2 separate regions of the Sus scrofa genome follow, and region 2 is linked to region 1. The links are chromatin contacts, called in public Hi-C maps. All regions are on one chromosome and are shown on one strand. Each heading gives the region's core, a stretch centred on a gene start, on an enhancer-like site or on the middle of the called end of the contact. The rest is flanking DNA. Distances are from core to core; before and after follow the strand shown. Region 1 holds the start of EID3 (EP300-interacting inhibitor of differentiation 3). Region 2 holds the start of HCFC2 (host cell factor 2).

Evidence for each region. Hi-C and Micro-C count contacts between places; a contact is called where the count stands out from the background.
Region 2: a contact with region 1 is called in a Hi-C map of skeletal muscle, with 4 times the contacts expected there. The contact joins the promoter of HCFC2 here to the promoter of EID3 in region 1. A contact is called at or near these places in 2 of 47 Hi-C or Micro-C datasets (heart right ventricle and skeletal muscle).

What each region holds. Positions count from the first base shown.
Region 1 is chr5:80,233,006-80,238,758 of Sscrofa11.1, forward strand. EID3 (EP300-interacting inhibitor of differentiation 3) reads right to left here and starts at 1,562. Exons shown (of 1, transcript XM_021092633.1): 1 at 1-1,562.
Region 2 is chr5:80,407,911-80,412,947 of Sscrofa11.1, forward strand. HCFC2 (host cell factor 2) reads right to left here and starts at 1,888. Exons shown (of 15, transcript XM_003126644.5): 1 at 1,684-1,888; 2 at 1-14. The coding sequence starts at 1,846. It overlaps GLT8D2 (glycosyltransferase 8 domain-containing protein 2), which reads left to right and starts at 2,005. Exons shown (of 11, transcript XM_021092640.1): 1 at 2,005-2,173.

The sequences.
Region 1 (5,753 bases), core at 312-2,811:
ATGCCTTTCTCCACTCAAACCTGGTGTTCCCTAAAGAATTTTAGAACCTACCGCTTCTTCCTAAATGTGGGCAACAACTGGCTGGAAATTCACGAACAGTTTCAAAGCAGTAAGCCTCATTACCTTGTGTCTTCTTTCATTTCTTAGTACTCATTAAAATCCAAAAATAAATCAAATGATACAGAGAGTGATAAGTGTGCTTAAAAGAGATGTGATAAATAACTTTTTAAAATTTTAATTATAACTTGGTGGTATGCTTTAATCTTGACATTGCACTTCACTAAATGTCTGAAATTAACTATGATAATATAGAAATGAAAACATCAGATCTCATCAGTTAAGTGGATGTAAAGCTTATATATAAAGTGATCCTTTTTACTCCCACTGGTGTTAAAATCATGACCATCTGTTTATGACACAGGTGGAGAAAAGAGATCAGACAGGAAGGAATATTGATAGAACTTTGTCTCATTTTACTTGCAAACTAAAGGTCTGAGTAATACAACATATTTTACATCAAGCTAAAAGTCTTTTTAGCTCCTTTAAGTATTTTCCATTAATGTGCTATTTGTCTTCCAAGTCTCTCTTCATTTCCTATACCCATTCTTCAAAAAGGTAAGATTCTTTTAGAGGAACGAAAACATGGTAAATAAAAATGCAAGTTAACTGTTACCTGCTTCCTGAATGTGCACCCATCTAAATACACCTTTTACATTTAACTGAGGCCTCAGGCTTAATTCTAAGAAGGCAATGTTCCAGTATGACTTCCATTTCTTAAAAATTACTTCAATACAAAAAGACAATTAAAGCAGATGTATCACAGTGATGGGATGAGGCTTTCTAACTTGGTCACCAACCACACCAGAGGTGGACTATCACCAGGCTGCAAATCCCGCTAACGTGCACCCAGCCTCTCAGCCTTTCTCCCGTCTGGTGGGCCATGACCTCGTGCGTGGGCCCAGGGAGGACTGCCACTACCACCCTCGCCACCAGCCGAAGCAAAGATTTCTTCTTCGCCTATGCTTCTACCCAGCTGTTAACTCAAGGCTAGAAAAGCAACCCCTGAAGGGTAAGGAACTCGCTCTAAGGGCTTGCTGGTCGCTCTCCCCTGAGCCTGGGGTTTCCAGGTTTCCCTCCCTGAAAATTACAGAGGAAGATGAGAGGGACGGACAGAGATAAGCATTTCCTGATCCACCCTTCGCAGTACTTCTCTAAACACTCACATTCGGCAGGTACACGGCTGCTAAAAATTTTTAAGTTATTTATAGAGTTACTAGGAGAGAAAGAACAAGGCAAGGAGGAAAAAAAGGACGTTTAAAAACCTATTTTCAAAGCTGAAAATAGGTCCATCCGCTCGTCCAAGCTTCCCGTTCTGAAAAGTATGTCTCATCAACATCGATGAACACGTGAGCTGGCCCCGCGCGTCCTTCTCATTTCTAAGGATGTGCTCGGTGGGAGGTCCGCTCCCGGTCACCCGGGCTTGGAGAGGAGGGCTGAGACCACCACCGGCCCCAAGAGCCGGTTCCCCGTTCAGGCGCATTACAGAGACGTAAAGCTCGCCCACCTACCTTCAGGGTTTGACCATGGCCGCCTATCTTTCGCCGCTTCACAAACACAACGGGCACGTCGGTTTCCGAGGTCAGTTCGGAGAGCGCTCTCTCGAGGCCCCGCCCGTCCTCTGTGGCACAAAAGCAGAGCGAAGCCGGTCAGTCTTTCCGCCCCGGGCGGCGGCGGGAAGTGCGCGGCGGGGGCGGGGCTTCCGCGTCCCCAACTGCACTCCCCCCCCCCCACCGCGCGACCGCCCCTCCGTCCCGGGCCCCGCCTGACCTTGACCGAGGCCGGCCAAGGGTCGGGTCCCGGGCGGGAGGACCGGGACGGCCTCGCGGCCAGCCGCAAACGCCAGGCAGACCCCAGGAAAGGGCAAGTCTCGCTAAAATAGACGTCACACGTCCCCAGTGGGTCCCGAATTCAGAAACGCCTCAAAAGGAAGCTTAGGGCACAGTTATCTCAACTTTTCAAAAAACACCTTCCAACTCAATCTGCCTTTGAACTCTGCATCTATACAGAGTGCCAAAAACCAACTTCCAATGTTTCTTTGAAGTTTGAAAACATGGGGTAAAATGAAGCCCACGCTGCCCACTTACGGGTGCTTTAAGAACCTTGAAATAATACAGCAACACCCTACCTGACAGGCTGGGTGAAACCGGTCCAAATTTACAAACGAGTGAACTCAGGTAGAGAATGAGTCAGTCAGTGAGAATTAAAAATAGACTCCATTGATACTGACATGAGGTCCATTCATGAGACAAAAACCACACCTGCACCCCAAAGTACAGTTGTTTGATGATAAAAACGCTTCTGTAATGCGTTGCATAGATTAACACTTAATCTAACTACCCTTTCGAAGTCGCTCCTATCAGGTCCATTTCACAGATAAGAAAACTGAGGCACCAAAAACCCCCTATCTTGCCCAAATTCAAGCAACCAGAGTTAGTTAACAGCAGAGCCAGGAGTCAAACCAGGCAGTGTGGTGAAGCCTTTAACGCTTAGCGGGTACTGCCTGATACAGGGAGATAAGCACGGGTTCCTCTTAGTTGTCTCGTTTGCCGGCCTGGGGAAAGTCACGGGAGTCTGAGCCTTAGTCTCCCCGCTTGCACACACAGAAAGCATGATCTGCCAACCTCTCACGATTTCTGAAGATTCAATGGTGTGAAAATTCCTTGAGGCTTGCTTAAACTCTCTTAATGTTGAGAAGGGTCTGTCAATCTATTCATCACCTTATTACCTGCATTTCAACACCCGTGCACTAAGAAATGATACAAAAGTCCATTTCCTCCGATATTCTGCCCACTGCCTCTACGGAGACGAGCTAGAGGAAGGAAACCTCCGGCCGACAGGGGGCCGGCCTCACCTCCACGCACGCTAAGCTTTCACCCACCCGGCGAAACAATGAATGCGGCCAAGACGCTCACCCGCCTCAATAAAGCCTCACCCCTACTCAGACCCGCCCTCAAACATCTCTCCTCGCTCCGCATTCGCAACGCACCGGCAGGCGGATGCTCTCGGCCCGGGGTTCTCGCAGCGGGAGGCCCGGGGCTTCCTCCGTTTTTGGTGAGCCCGAAGCTTACAGGAACGCGAGCTGTTGGGCAGCAGGCGCCTCTCTGACGCGCCCCACCACCTCGCGATCCGATGCAATGCGGGACCGGAGACGACTGAAGGGAAAGGGAGGCCGGTTCCCAGAGGCTCGGAGAAGCCACGCCCTCCCCTGAATGGGCGGGCAAACCGCCAGAGTCAGAATGACAAAGCAAAAATCCACTCCTCGTGCAGCCCTGGCGCCTGGCTGATGGGCTTAGCAAAGTGGGATCTCCTAATTGGGTGACAGCACGTCCACTTCCCGCTCACAGCGCCCCCAACCCAGGAAAGGAGCAAATGCAATTTAAGGAATGTTTGGAACCAGAACCAAAAGAACGTGTCTTAACTGAGCAAAACCGGACTATGCCCTCGGGCAGTGACTCCTGAACTTTGCTACCGGTTGTAATCATGCGAGGTCTTTAAAAATACTGACGCCTGGCTCCCACCCCCGGACGTTCTGATGTAATTGGTATTGGGTGCGACCTGAGCATCTGAGTTTTTAAAAATTCCCTGGATGATTCCAGTGAGCAGTAGTTTGGGAGCCACTGCCCTAAGGTAATGGATTAGTCAGTCTGGCGATTCTGTAAAGGAAGTGATCAGGCTTTTAAAGGAAACATCTAGTCCATCCTGACTAATACTGAAAAGAAGTGACAAATTCCCCTTTGTCCCACTTAGATTTTGGTTTGTCATGTTTAAGGAAAACTGAGTATATTTAACTCCAGCCATGCCAAGCCACCTACAGCTAGTTACCCCAGTGAGCCAGGCTCTCCGTACTTCCCAAGTCTTACTCATATTCTTACTCAGCACTTTGCACTACTAGGTAGCTATGAATATATACTGAATACATAAACAGCCACCCTATTAATAGCAGGTGTTTGTTCAAGGGTCCTACTGTACTAAACCAGTGTTCCTCCATAAGGCTTTCTCTCTCACACAGCTCGCTGAGCTAGAACCACTTTTTTTTTTTTTTGCTTTTTAGGGCTGCACCTGTGGCATATGGAATTTCCCAGGCTAAGGTCAAATCGGAGCTGTAGCTGCTGGCCACAGCCACACCAGATCCAAGCCCCATCTGCGACCTACACCACAGCTCACTGCAGCACCAGATGCTTAACCCCCTGAGCAAGGCCAGGGAACGAACCCGCATCCTCTAGGAACTCATCAGGTTTGTTTCTGCTGAGCCCTAAGGGGAACTCCCTAGAACGACCTTTCTGACACCGAAATCTTCTCTGCTCAGACTTCCAGCAGCTCTCTAGAAACCTCAAAATAAAGTCCAAGCTCCTCAATTGTACTGATTTGGCAAGGGCCACCCTTGTTAAACCTAGATGTCCACTGAGTATCCACTGTGGCACAGTGGGTTAAGAATCAGACTGCAGCGGCTCTGGTCAAGGGAGGCACAGGTTCCATCCCTGAGGCCAGCACAGTAGATTAAAAGATTCGTCATTGCCACGGCTGCAGCGCATAGAAAACAAAAACCTAGGTGTCCACATATTCCATACCCTACTTAACCAGAAAACACTGCAGGAGAAAACAAAGAAATTAAAAGTGATTTCACTTTCAGGTCAAGACCACAAACTTCAGGATGTCCCCAAAGCTGCCTGGCAATCCTTTACATCTCTGGTATATTTGTTTCCCCAATTTCCAGAGTGACTATTTCATACTTGTTTCTCTGTCCCCAAATCTCTAACACACCCTGAACAAAGAAAAACAGAAAACTGTCATGTTGGGGTCAAGGTTAGGCCGCCCCAAAATGTGCCTCAATGGCACACTGATTATTTTGAATTAAAGTTACTTAAGAAATGGCCAGTGCAAGGGGGTCCTCTCCTTTCTGGCTCACAGAAATCAGGAAGGAAGTCACTCAGGTGAAAGGTGGATTCCTTGGATCTGGAGGTCGAAGGATACCCTCACCGAAAAAGATAGGCAGTTTTGGGCCAAGAAGCCTATTTAAACAGACTTGTTACTGCTTTTATAAACAGCCCCAAGCCCAGCTTTGTTTGTATTCATCACTGATTGGGCAGCCCCAGCCACAAGAACTCAAGAGGGGCAGAAGGGGAAATTCCCCCTCCCCAACACTCACCACCTCGTTCTGCACCTTCTACACGGGTCAAACTGTAACCCAACTCAATTGCCCACCAGCCTGAGGAATTCCAAAGCAAACAGGATGAAGCACTCTGTGCTCTGGATAAACAGGCTTTTAAATAGTCAGATGCATATCTCAAGAAGAATTTCAGTGAGCCCAGATTATTGCATCGTCCCATATTTAGATAAGCACTAAAATCATTAACTTGAGATATCTGTTCTTTGTGATTTAGCAGTGATCTATTACCATGATATATGCATGACTGTATTTCCTAGCCAAAAAAAAAAAAAAACAATCATGTATAAACTGGCCTCTTCCCTACTTCTTCAGAGCAACTCCTCAGAGCTAACTAAGCAGCTATCTCTGGGCTTCAGTCCTCAGTAAGACACTGGACAAAACTTAAACTCACAACTCTTATGTTGTGTGTTTTTGTTTAAGTCATCAACGCCTAAGCCTTGCCTCTGACTCATGGCCTGCTTTCTACCTTAATAGAAACAACCAACAGGAGTTCCCATTGTGGCATAGCAGAAACGAATCTAACTAG
Region 2 (5,037 bases), core at 638-3,137, 180 kb after region 1:
CCACTGATTCGTAACTAGTTGCCAAAATAAAATTAAAACCAATTATAATAAACAATTACTACAAACTATTAGTATGTGCTTTTACATTTATCACCTATACCAGTGGTTCTTAATAGGGAATTATTTTGCCCCCTCTAGTTATAACAAAAAAATTTTAGTTATAACTAGAGGGAGGGGGAATGCTGCTGGAAACTCGTGGGTAGAGGGTAGGGATGTTGCCAAACATCACACAATGTAGACTGCAGCCTCCTATAACAACAAATAATTATCCGGTTCAAATATGAATAGTGCTGTTCGAAAAACCGTGGTCTAGGAGTTATCGCTGTGGCGTAGCAGAAATGAATCCGACTAGGAACTGTTAAGTTGTGGGTTCGATCCCTGGCCTTGCTCAGTGGGTTAAGGATCTGCCATTGCTGCGGCTGTGGTGTAGGCCCGGTGCCTGCAGCTCCACTTAGACCCCTAGCCTGGGACCCTCCATATGCCTCGGGTGCGGCCCTAAAAAGACAAACAAAAAAACCCCTGGTCTATATTATTTAACTTCTGACCACAACCCTACTTGGAGAGTATCATCCTTTCCATTTCCCAAGTGAAAAATCTGACACTTCTATTTAGTAACTGAGGCACTGATCCTGGGCAACTGGCAGAGCAAAATTCAAACTAGGTCTTATTCCAAAGCCAAGGTTTTTACACTATACTAAACTGTCAACTAACTTTTTATGCTAGGGTGCCAGGAGGAAGGGCGGGGGGAAGAAAAAAAAAAGACTTCCCCCTACTCCACAATTTCATTTATTTTTTTTTAATGACCACTATGATTAAGCTGTTTGGTCAAAGAAAAATAATTGATCATAACAGATTCCAAATTCATCAATTAGCCGTACACCAAGAAAACAAGTTTCCTCCAGATAGCTGGCTCGTTTACAAGCGGGATAAATGAAATTCCAGTCTCTTTTCTATCCCACGGAGGTACTCAAAGGCAGGGCCTCCGCGGCCGCGGGTAGTTCTGATTTGCAGCGGTGCTCGAGCTGACAGTCCTCTCTCCGAGCGCCTCACGGCTGAGCGTGGGCACACACACCCAACCACGCAGAGGCAGGCGCCGGGCTCAGCCACCGACCACTTCCCCGCCAGTTAAGAGGGCTACCAATGGGGTAAAAATCTTGACTGTCACCTGCTGGACACGGGGCTGTATTTGGGGTGAAAGTACCCGAAAGCCTCTCGTTTCCCCTCCTCGCCTCCCCTATATTCTTTTCCTCGTAAGGAAGGCAGGCAAAGACAGGAAAGGCCCAGAGAAGCTCTGGTTTGGAGTTAGGTTTTGACAGAGGAGGGACTCTCGGGACCCCAGAGTGGGCAAGACTTGGGGAAGAGGCCCAGGCGGGTGGGAACTGTCTCCCTCGCCTACGTCCCCCAGCAGGGCTGCGGCGTGGGGGGTCCTGCACCGTCTGCCCGAGGGCCGGCGCTCCCCGCTTGTCGGCCGGTTCCGCCCCGCGGACCCTGGGGAAACGGAGCTACCTCCCGGGACACTGCGGGAGCGAGACTGTCTGGCCAAGCCGCGCTCCCCGCCGCCCGCTGGTGGAGGCAGTGACCCGGCGGTGACAGCTGTCAGGGCCGCGGCCGCCGCCTCGCCTCTCCTCCCCTCCCCCTCCGCGGCTCCCACAGGCGGGGCCGAAAAACCGCCGCCGCGCCTACCCGTGTTGTAGACGTGCAGCTCGTCCGCGATGCCCTCGTTGCCCCCTCCAAAGATGATCATCAGCTCCCGGATGGCCACCGCCCGGTGTCCGTGCCGGGCGCGGGGGACCGGCCCCGTGAAGGAGGAAACCCGCCTCCAGTTAAGGAGGCTGGGAGCCGCCATCTTCCCAACCCCCGCCCCTCTGCCCACAATGCACCGCGCCCCGCTCCGGCGCCGCTGTTCCCGGGGGAGGGCGGGGACCGGCCTCCAGCTGTGCCCGCTGAAGGGGGGGAAACCCCGCGGGAAGGTGGTGGTCACGTGGCCGCGAGCCGAACCGCAGGCTGCCGGGAGCCTAGAGGGTCCCGACGAGAGAGCCCGGTCCTCACCCCCGGGCGACGTGGCTGGCCCTGGCACCCAGGGCAATGGATCTTAGGGTGGAAGGACATTTCCTACTGACCAAGTCTCCCCTCCCCACACAGAGCCCCCCCCATTTTGTATTTGCAGAAAAAGGTACAGCGTTTTCCTTTCATTAAACGGGGGTCAGTTTAATTGAGCATCTAGGGCGTGTGGACGAGTCAGATCCTTTAAACAATGCACAAAGGGAGAAAAGCTCACGTAGAGGTTTCGAAGTGCCAGGAGTACGGAGAGGAGAGAGGGAAACCTGCCTCCGCGGAAGGGATGACACGCGCGCCAAGGCGCGGGGACGTCGAGGATGCCAGCGAAGGGGGGAGGGAGGGAGAGGGTCTGGACCACGACCTAGCGGCTGCGAGCGCTGTGTCCCCCCTTTGCTATGAACACCGGAGGGAAGGTCGGAGCTCAGTCTGCAAAGGCAAGTCAGGCAGATCAAGTTCGGAGGGTGCTGTGCCGAGAAGTTTAGGAACGGCGAGCCGCAAAAGTTTTGTTTGTTTTAAGCAGGTGAGAGATTGATAATAGATTTCTGTTTTATTACTTTCTAACATTTGAGGGTCTTTTATTGACAAGCACTGTCCTCCCTACCTTTTGTATATTAACTCACGATTCTCCCAACAACCCAGTGAAGTGAGCCTTTCAGCCTTTCGTGGTTGGGGAAATGAGGCGCAGAAGAGTAAAGTAATTCTCTCCGGCACTACAGCAGAAAAGGATTAGGGTCAGGATTCAAACGCAGAACTTCTTCCAGAGACTCAATCCATAACCACTATACCATACGTCCTCCGATCACGGTCATATACAACCCTATTAAGCCCCGCTGCCTTTCGATCATGTCCTACACAGAATCACACTCAGAGAGACACAAATTCGGCAAGGGGGATGGAGGGGAATTGAAAGCAATTTAAATTCCTACCTCACACTCTCAAGAGGTATCAGAGAGAATACAAACAATGTAGACCAAATTTCCTAAAATTTTTTTTTTTCCTCATCTTATTACTTTAAATATCCCTCTTAGGCCTAGCTCATCTCCCCTCCCTCAATTCCCTCAAACCTAACCTTCACATTCATCTAAAAAGGTAGTTTCTCCCTTTTTAGAAGGAATTCTTGCTATACTTTCCGGCTCTTGCTTTTCAAGTTCTTACTTTCCCTGATTAATACCGCAGTTTCATAATATGGTCAAACAGAAGTTGGAATTGGGATGGGAAGATGGCTGGGAACAAAGAAGGAAGGCTATGTATTGATTCTTGGTCACATGTATAGCATGGACTCTTAAATATTTCACCTAGAAAGTTTTTATGTATCTGGAAAAGCTAGGATAGAGCAATGAGGTTTTTGTAAAACTTTAAAAAAGTATTTCATTAAGGAGTTCCCATCATGGTTCAACAGGTTAAGAACCCGACTACTATCCATGAGGATGTGGGTTCGATCCCTGGCCTCACTCTGTAGGTTAAGGATCTGGGCATTGCCATGAGCTGTGGTATAGGTCACAGATTCAGCTCCGATCCCATGTTGCTGTGGCTGGGGTGTAGGCCGGCAGCTGCACCTCCAATTGAACCCCTAGCCTGGGAATTTCCAAATGCTGCAGGTGTAGCCCTAAAAAGACAAAAAAAAAAAAAAATTCATTTAAAGAAATTTATTCTGGGAGTTTAGTATTAAAATGTCCTTTTTATGACTGAGCAAGTCTCTGTAAAAAGTCAACTTTTATGAGTGATTCTGTAAGTAGATGGTAATTTTGTGTGTGTGTTTTTAAGCCCTTGTAGCAAAAGACTAAGGGCAAAATTAAAATTGCAAACCCAATATTGATATTAAATTTTTTAAAAAATGGCATGATATTTGAAAGTCTGAAAATCTCTAAACTAGGGGAAAGATGAAGCCAAAATATTAAGACAAAAGAGATTACTAGTGGTAAGAGTTGCTTTGATAAAGGAGCTTCAGGACTGTGTGGAGGTCTGTATTAATTTCCTAGGACTGCTGTAACAAAGTACCACAAACCAGGTTTTAACAATAGAAACTTGTCTTGCAGTTCTGGAGGTTAGAAGTTAACAATCAAGGTGTCAGCAGGGATATGATCCCTCTGAAGCTGTAGGGAAGAATGCTTCCTTGCCTCTTTCTAGCTTCTGGTGGTGGCTGTCAATCCTAGACGTTCCTTGGCTTATAGCCACATCACTCCAATCTCTGCCTCCAGTTTACATGGTCTTGTCCTTGTGTGTCTTTGTCTCTTCTTATAAGTTCACCAGTTGTATTGGATTAGGGCCCAATCCTAATGACCTCATTTTAACTTGATTATTCCTGCAAACACCTATGTTCAGATAATGTTGAATTCACAGGTGTCAGGCATTAGGACTTCATTGTATCTTGGGGCGGGGGGGGGGTGCAGGGAGACACAGGTTGATCCTTGACAAGATGCTTAATCCAGTGGTGAAGATATTTTACCAGAGCAGCTTTGACTCAACTCTGCTTAAGGAAGGAGTCTAGAATAGGTCCCCAGTTCTCAAGAAAGTTCTCTTCAATCTTTGAAACTTTAAGAAATGAAGTTACCACCTAGGAGGAGAAGTGTAGAAAGAGGTGAATGAGGCCGAATAGCGCCCTGAAGAAGCCCGTATTCAAGAGGTAAAGACAGAAGGAGGCTCTCACGAATGAAACGGGGAACGAAAAGTCAGTGAAGTCAAAAGGGAACTGGGTGAGGGTGATATCAAAGAAGTCACCATGAAAGGGGCTTTCACAGAGAGGAAGTGGTTATCTAAGCCAAGAGCCATAGAGAGGTCAGATAAGAAAAAGACCATGAAGCAGTGTCAGCTGGATTTGCAAACTAGGATGTTATTAATGGCCTAGATTAAAACACTCAGAGGAGTGGGAGGAGGGAAGCCACAGAAGGTCCAAGAATGAAAAACAAATAAGGAAGTGCAGGTAACATGTATGGTCTACTTTTTACAGAGACTTGCCCATGAAGGGAAAAAGAAGAACAG